Linked DNA regions of Mus musculus: region 2 is linked to region 1. The links are chromatin contacts, called in public HiChIP or PLAC-seq maps. All regions are on one chromosome and are shown on one strand. The core of a region is the stretch at or near the end of the contact, and the rest is flanking DNA. Distances in the headings are between cores, read along the strand shown. Region 1 has its middle 17 kb from the start of Gm32406. Region 2 has its middle 45 kb from the start of Slc38a2.

What was found. HiChIP or PLAC-seq counts read pairs in DNA pulled down with a chosen protein or histone mark.
Region 2: a contact with region 1 is called in an H3K27ac HiChIP or PLAC-seq map of extraembryonic endoderm stem cells. The contact joins two enhancer-like sites. A contact is called at or near these places in 2 of 484 Hi-C or Micro-C datasets (both in embryonic stem cells), 2 of 115 datasets of contacts at active chromatin or transcription factors (extraembryonic endoderm stem cells and trophoblast stem cells) and 1 of 9 other capture datasets (embryonic stem cells).

The regions. Positions count from the first base shown.
Region 1 is chr15:96,522,157-96,525,581 of GRCm38.p6, reverse strand. No RefSeq gene overlaps it. Among named protein-coding and RNA genes, the nearest start is that of Gm32406, 17 kb to the right of the region's middle. Within about 2 kb of position 1,256, at least 65 of the 459 cell types and tissues checked have an H3K27ac peak or open chromatin away from gene starts, as enhancers often do. A contact at or near this core is called in extraembryonic endoderm stem cells and trophoblast stem cells, where this site is marked.
Region 2 is chr15:96,742,714-96,746,314 of GRCm38.p6, reverse strand. No RefSeq gene overlaps it. Among named protein-coding and RNA genes, the nearest start is that of Slc38a2, 45 kb to the right of the region's middle. Within about 2 kb of position 1,399, at least 138 of the 459 cell types and tissues checked have an H3K27ac peak or open chromatin away from gene starts, as enhancers often do. A contact at or near this core is called in extraembryonic endoderm stem cells and trophoblast stem cells, where this site is marked.

The DNA.
Region 1 (3,425 bases), core at 7-2,506:
TAAACTATTCTATGTCTACCAGTTGGTTAGTTACCTCTCTTTCAGTCCCAGCCCCCTTCTTTCTTCACGTGTCTCCCTGAGTTCATCTAATCTGCTGGTTTAGACCCCTCTCTGTGGTCTGTCTCCATGGTCTCTTGACTCTCTCTTTTATACACTCACTATTTCCCAGAATCCTCTCTCTTCCTGCCAGTGCCCCACCTCCTATTTGTTTGTTTGTTTGTTTGTTTGTTTGTTGGTCTTTTTGTGTTTTTCTTTTTTTTTTTTTTATTGACAGGTGATGCTTACAAGAGATCCTTTCTCTACAACACTCAGTGAAACAAACACTTCCTGTTTGGCTCGTTTCTCACCTCTGCTGCACTGGGGAAGTTTCGAACACTTGAATTTTGGTGACTACATTCCAATTCTGCAACACGCATTAAGAGGCTACCGTGTTATCTCTATTGAAATTATCGAGTGCATTCAGCACCAACTCGGCCGTCTGCTGAAGTCTCACCCGTACCACCTTGCAGTTCAAACCGTGCCTTCCTTTCCTACGAGCTTTCTTCTCACTGTCTCAGGTTCTTAAAACTGCAGACCTTCGGGCTGATACAGCAGCAAAACTGCCCAAGGACTGTGCCCAGCAGCCAGACAGATAATGCTAACAACACCAATTAAAATCAGAGATGCAGCAGGGCGGTGGTGGGGTGCACCATTAATCCCAGCACTCGGGATGCAGAGGCAGGTGGATCTCTTGAGTTTGAGACCAGCCTGGTCTACAGAGTGAGTTCCAGGACAGCCTGGGCTACACGGAGAAACCCTGTGTTGAAAAACCAAACCAACCAAACGAACAACAAGCAGAACATAGAAAGACAGCTACTGCTCTGCTCTAAGTCAGAGAGGGGGTGGAGGGTAGCGTGCCGGGAAGAGCGGCCTTGCAAGTAAGGCAGAGCTGGGCATGAGTCCCCACCCTGATGTTTGCCATCTGTGCTACCCTGCAGATGAGAAGGCCGCAGCAGGCCTGTCACCCAACACCCACCTCTTGCTGAGGAAAGTCTGGGAAGAAAGAAGGGGAAAGAGCCTACTCAAACCTCCTTGAAAGCCGGGGATGGCAGATCTCCAGGCAAACATGCTAACAAAGGCATAGAGGAGAGAGGTCCTTATCTAAGGAATGCTTCCAGCAAGGGCAACTTGATTGACAGGCTATTGAAAGCTGGGCTGTGTTGGAATGTCTCCCTAAACAATGTCTTGTACCCATGTGACTAAGCGAGCATACGTGGGATGAGTCGCGGAAGAAAAAGCAGCTTTAGGGCCAGAACTAATCAGAACACTGCAAGAAGTCAGCTGGGGATCTATACTGGTCCCTCTGTGCCAGTCAGGTTGAGGTAATGACAACAGCCTCCTCCTCCCCCTCCTCCTCCACTCCCTCCTCTTCCTCCTCCTCCCCCTCCTCCTCCACTCCCTCCTCTTCCATCTCCCCCTCCTCTTCCCCCCAATAATAATAATAATAATAATAATAATAATAAATCTACCTTTTTAACCAGAAGAACAAGCAGAGGAGGCAGGAGAATCACCCAACATGTAGCAGCATAGTAAATGCTAAATGCAACATGTAGCAGCATAGTAAATGCTAAATGCAACATGTAGCAGCATAGTAAATGCTAAATGCAACATGTAGCAGCACAGTAAATGCTAAATGCAACATGTAGCAGCATAGTAAATGCTAAATGCAACATGTAGCAGCAGTAAATGCTAAATGCAGCTTCTACTTCTGCCGTCACTGATGGGACCACTGCATGATGCGCAGAGCCTCCAGGGCTCACTGACGTCATTTACCTCCAGAGAGATCAATGACACAAGTGGGTGCTGCTTTGTATCACCCACTCTTCTGTATCACTTTGTAGCCCCAGCAGGCCTTGAACTCACAGAGCTTGCCTGTCTCTGCCTCGGGCATACTTCAATCAAAGGCGTGTGCCAGCACACTTGGTATAAGTGGTATATATCAACTCTTTTGCGACACCCGACCTCCTGAAGTTATAAATATACTCATCAGAGTGTCAGTGATAGTTATTTTTCCTTCCCTAAAGAAAAGAGTCCTAAAACATACCAAATTTAAAATTCCTTTTAAAATAACCCCTACAGTCTTCATAGTTCAAACTTAAACGGACCCTATTTTTCACCAGATGTGGTCAGAACCCGTACTCCCAGCACGTGGGAGGCTAGAACGGGAAGACTAGCCTAAGCAGAGACCCCCGCCTCAAGAAAGGAAAGCCTTTTTTCCCCCCTAAGCATTTGTTCAACAGGCATTGATGGTGTCCTACATGCAAGGCCGTGAGCATACACATGTGAACTAAATAACACAGCTCTGCCCTTTCCCTTGGGGCTTACAGGCTAGCGGAGAAACAGCCTTTAGACAAGTAGCGCCCAAACAAACGTGCCAATACGATGCCCATGTTGTGCTGAGGTGAGAAACCAGAATGTAAGGGAGCGGACATGTTGGGAGCTCAGAGAGAGAGCGGCCCTTACTCTGGGATACTCAGGGCAGGTGGTGTGGCAGGGATGAGGATAAGGGACCCTCGGGGCAGGTGGTGAGGGCAGGGGTGAGGATAAGGGACACCTGGGGCAGGTGGTGTGGCAGGGGCGAGGAGAGGAAGAACGTTTTTTTAAAAAATCATTTATTTATTTATTTATTTATTTATTTATTTATTTATTTATTTACACTCCAGATTTTATTCCCCTCCCAGTCCACCCTCTGACTGTTCCACATCCCATACCTCCTCCCTGGCCCCCTGTCTCCACGTGGATGTCCCTACTCCCCTTCCTCCACCCCACAAGACCTCTAAACTCCCTGGGGCCTCCAGGCTCTTGAGGGTTAGGTGCATCGTGTCTGAACCCAGACCCGACAGTTGTCTGCTGTATGGGTGTTGGTCACATCAGCTGATAGGAGAAGAAGAGCTTCGAGAGAAATGGAACAGTAGTGATCTTTTAAGGGTCCCCAGTTAATCCAGTGAGTCTGGGTGGCGTCGACCATGGGGATCAGGTCTGGGGATGTTGGCCATGAGGTCGTCTCTTTCTCCCGCCCCTTTGTGCCTTGTTCTCGTCCTGTCTTCCACCTGCCTTTCTCAGGGTTTCTTTGAGCGCTCTTCTGTTTGCCTCTCTGTTCCTTCTGTGGACAACATAACCTGTCCATGGCCTAACATCCCGTCTGTATGCTGGACACTTTTACAACCTCACAAGCTGCAGAGCAGAATGTCCACCCAGTATGTAAGCTTCTGCTTCCGTGAAGACACAAACATGACAGAGATTAGGGCAATGGGAGGCTCTCTCTCTCTTCATCTGTCTCTTTCTCCAGTTTGCTTCCTCTGCCAAGCTCCTGTGTCCCAGCAAGTGGTCACCCATCACTGGTTTCCCATGCCAGAGACCTGTGAATACATTCCCCTCTAGAATCT
Region 2 (3,601 bases), core at 150-2,649, 220 kb before region 1:
CTTCTCTCATGTCGTCAGTATGTTTCAGCTAATTCCTTACTAAGGACCTATGTATTTTATAATATGATTATTTATAATTACTTTGTTATCGACTTATTGACACATGTCTGTTTCTATCTGCTGTCTTTACTAAACACTATTCTACGAGCTTTGTCTAAGAATGGCTTTTGCCTTTATGCAGTCTGTTCTTATAACAATGAAATTCTGTTTTCCTATAAATTATAATTTTGAAGGCTGAGGCTATAACTCAGCTGATAAACACTTGCCTGGCACCTACAAGATCCTGGTTCAAACCCCAGTATTGTAAAAAACAAAAATAAATAATAGCAATTGTAGTTACAAAAGCTTTTGCTGCTGATGTTTTCATTTTCAACATGCCTACTTACTGAGCAGCTAATGTTTTCAAAGTAAATTTCCCTTCTGCTTCTAAACACATTTGTCGCCGAGTTTCCAGTCTTACAAAATAGGCCATCACCTGAAGAAGTCATGGCTATTCTTCCTGCTCCTTCCAAGACACACATTCCTGGTTTACCCCTCGTCCAGTTGCCCAGTAAAATCTCTATGAACTTGTGTTTGCATTTCTAGACATTAGCTCCACTGTAAGGTCAAGAGAGTAGTAATGGCATGTTCTCTTTTATGTTTTCCCCACAGGTCTCACTGTGTAGCCCTGGCTGTCCTGGAATCCCTATGTAGACCAGGCTAGCCTGAAGCTCTCAGAGATCTGCCCGCCTCTGCCTCTGTAGTGCTGGGATTAAAGGAATAACCTGCCACACCAGAGGCACTTGCCTGTGCAGTTTGTCAGAAATTGTAATCCTAGTGAGTTAACACACCTGATAAAGCTCACCTGACAGCTGCATAAAGGGGCTGCCAAGAGAGTTTAAAAAGATAGTGATATTCTCCCTGTCCTTGTAGATTGTTATGAAATTGATAATAAAAAAGGGGGTTTACATTAGATTATATTTAGGAAACTGATAATTCCTAAATATCTGCTATTACTGAATCTAATTTAAAAAAAACAAACAAACAAAAGGGCCTAGTCTCTCCATGGAAAGCTAAAAACCATCAAATTTCCCTCTCTATGCTACTTCCTGTTCACGATCGGAACACACGCTAAAATAGGTTAATTTGCTAAAATAGGTTAATTTGCATGTCTGTGGGCTAAAACAGGGCTGTGGGAGTTTTCCTCTGTGTATCTAAATGAAGATTTTCAGGGTGTTTCATTTGACTTCGCAAAATAAGTCAGAGATGAAGAGCACTGGCCAGCGCTCCCATTTCTTGAGCTGAAGAAAACAGAACTGAATCCCCCAGTGCTCCACCAGCTCATTGAGTTGGCTGTGGGGCTGCCCTGGACCCTGTGGGCAGCCAAGCTTCATGGCACCCTCTGCAGCATCCTGTTTCACTTTGCCTCACAGTTCTAACTAGAAATACTCAGATTAGCGGCTGGTGAGATGGCTCAGCAGTTAAGAGCACAGAGTGGCTTGCAGTCATCTGTAACTCCAGTCCCAGGGAAAACAATGCCTTATTCTGACCTCTGAGGGCACTTGATGTACACTTCATGCACAGACAAAACACTCACCCACGTAAATAAGTCTTTAAAAAAATTAAAAAGACAAGAAAAATACTCCAATTCCCTTCCTCGGCTCCCTGGAAGTTTCTTCACCGCTACTTGACATATCAGTGTTTTAGGAGATTATTTCTGGTAAAACACGCATGGCTTCTGATCTTATGAAACTGTTTTCCTAGACGTCTAAAGAACTAATACGTGTTAGAAAAGTCACTCACAGCACTCCTGTGTGAGAGAAGGGGAAGATGACACCGGGTCTTCGGTGACACAGACACAGACACACATTCCTGGGCACACCCATTCACAAGTGTCAGGAGCACTCCAAACCTTATAGGGAGGAATAGCTGAATGGAGCTGATAACAGCCAGGCGCCAGGCCCGAGGAAGAGGTGCGGGCGCCCATTTCAAGCCATTGAAAAGTTCCATAGGGGGGAGGGGAAATGGCACGGCAGGAAATTCCTGACCAGCTGTGTAACTGCTTACACCAATGCGTTGGCAGATAAGTGCATTTTTGTGATTCTGCTTCGGCCCCATGTTTATGGCCTCTTCTGATATGTCATCTGGCTCATGTATTACAGCTCCGTCCGGACACCATCCAACGGTACGATTCAACAAACCGTAGCTTCATCTTGATCACCTGGAAATGCTCTTGGCCTTTGCAAAATGGACGAAGAGGCTAACAATGAAAATACTGGAGGAAATTTGCTCTAAGTTAGTCCCCAGAGAAACCATTAGGTCGGGGATTTCATAAACCGTGCTGTAATTTGCTACAATGTAGGTAAAAGATTTGGGGTGGATGTCTAGAAGTGTAAGTTAAGCCTATGCCTGTCGACAAGATGGTAGGAGGGAAGAGTAGAAGGCGATACATAATACAGACGTGATTCATAAATGCAGTGTTCTGTGTATGTGAAAATACTGCCTGCGATGTTTTACATGCATGCGCTCACAGGGTTTCGTGTCATATTTACAACGTTACCGCAGAGTATGGAGTCCATTCCCCAAGTCAGAAAAGCAAGTTTCTAAGAGATCCGATTACAACCCATGCCCTCATGCTACCTTGGCAGAACTGGATAATTTAGGAACTCCTGGTTCCACCACCTTCTGCTTACGCAACACTGAGCAAACCCCAGGTCCTCTGTGGGCCTCATTTCCCTCAGTGAGCAAATGAGAGAGCCTCCCACACCCCTTCCAGAGCTACCAGAGTACATAACCAGCAACGCACAGCACCAGCGGCAGCTGCTTGCATTAACCCAGCCAGTAGTTAGACCAATAAGGGAAAGTGCCAGGATGGATTTCCAAACAATTTCCTGGGACCCGTTGTTTTCAAATGCTGGCTGATGCAATCCTGAGTTGCGTTTCCCCAAGCATGGCTGTCAATGAATCACTTCCTTCACTGGGCAGGGCAGCTTCCCTACCCGTGTTATCTTAACTATCCTTACACTGCAGGTAAGCACACAACTGGAATTGTTCCAAATGTCACACATAGGAGTCTAAGACGCCCTCTCTGCAGTATGATACACACAATACAGAGAATGCGGGTTGCTAACACACTGGCACTGAGCTCCAAGTGACAGCTCTGTGTCCCCAAACTGAGAGGCAGGACTCCTTGAGACAGGTTCCACTTTTCTCGTCAACTAAACTTGGTTTTCAAATTAAATCTTGTAAGGAACTATACATAGCAACGGGCAACAAAGTAACATCTTATTGGAGTGCTTTACAGGCCCAAATCTGTATTTATTATACATTATCTAACACTTTTGTAAGGCACAGAGAACGCAAGACCGGCGGTTATTCGGGGACAGCGGGGTGTAGCGATGTCCTTTTGTTTTGTCCCCTACCAGCACTGTAACAACTGATTAACCAGCAACTGCGTACGAGAAGAGCTTTTATTTGCATGTGTGTCTTGCTCTGCTTCGAGCTGACTGAGACTTTGGCTGTTTTGTGTGTGCTTGTGTTTGACAGCTTACATCACTTCTGCAATCAGGCAGGGACCCGGAGAGACCTTGCTGCATGTGCACACAGACAGGTTAGCAGGACA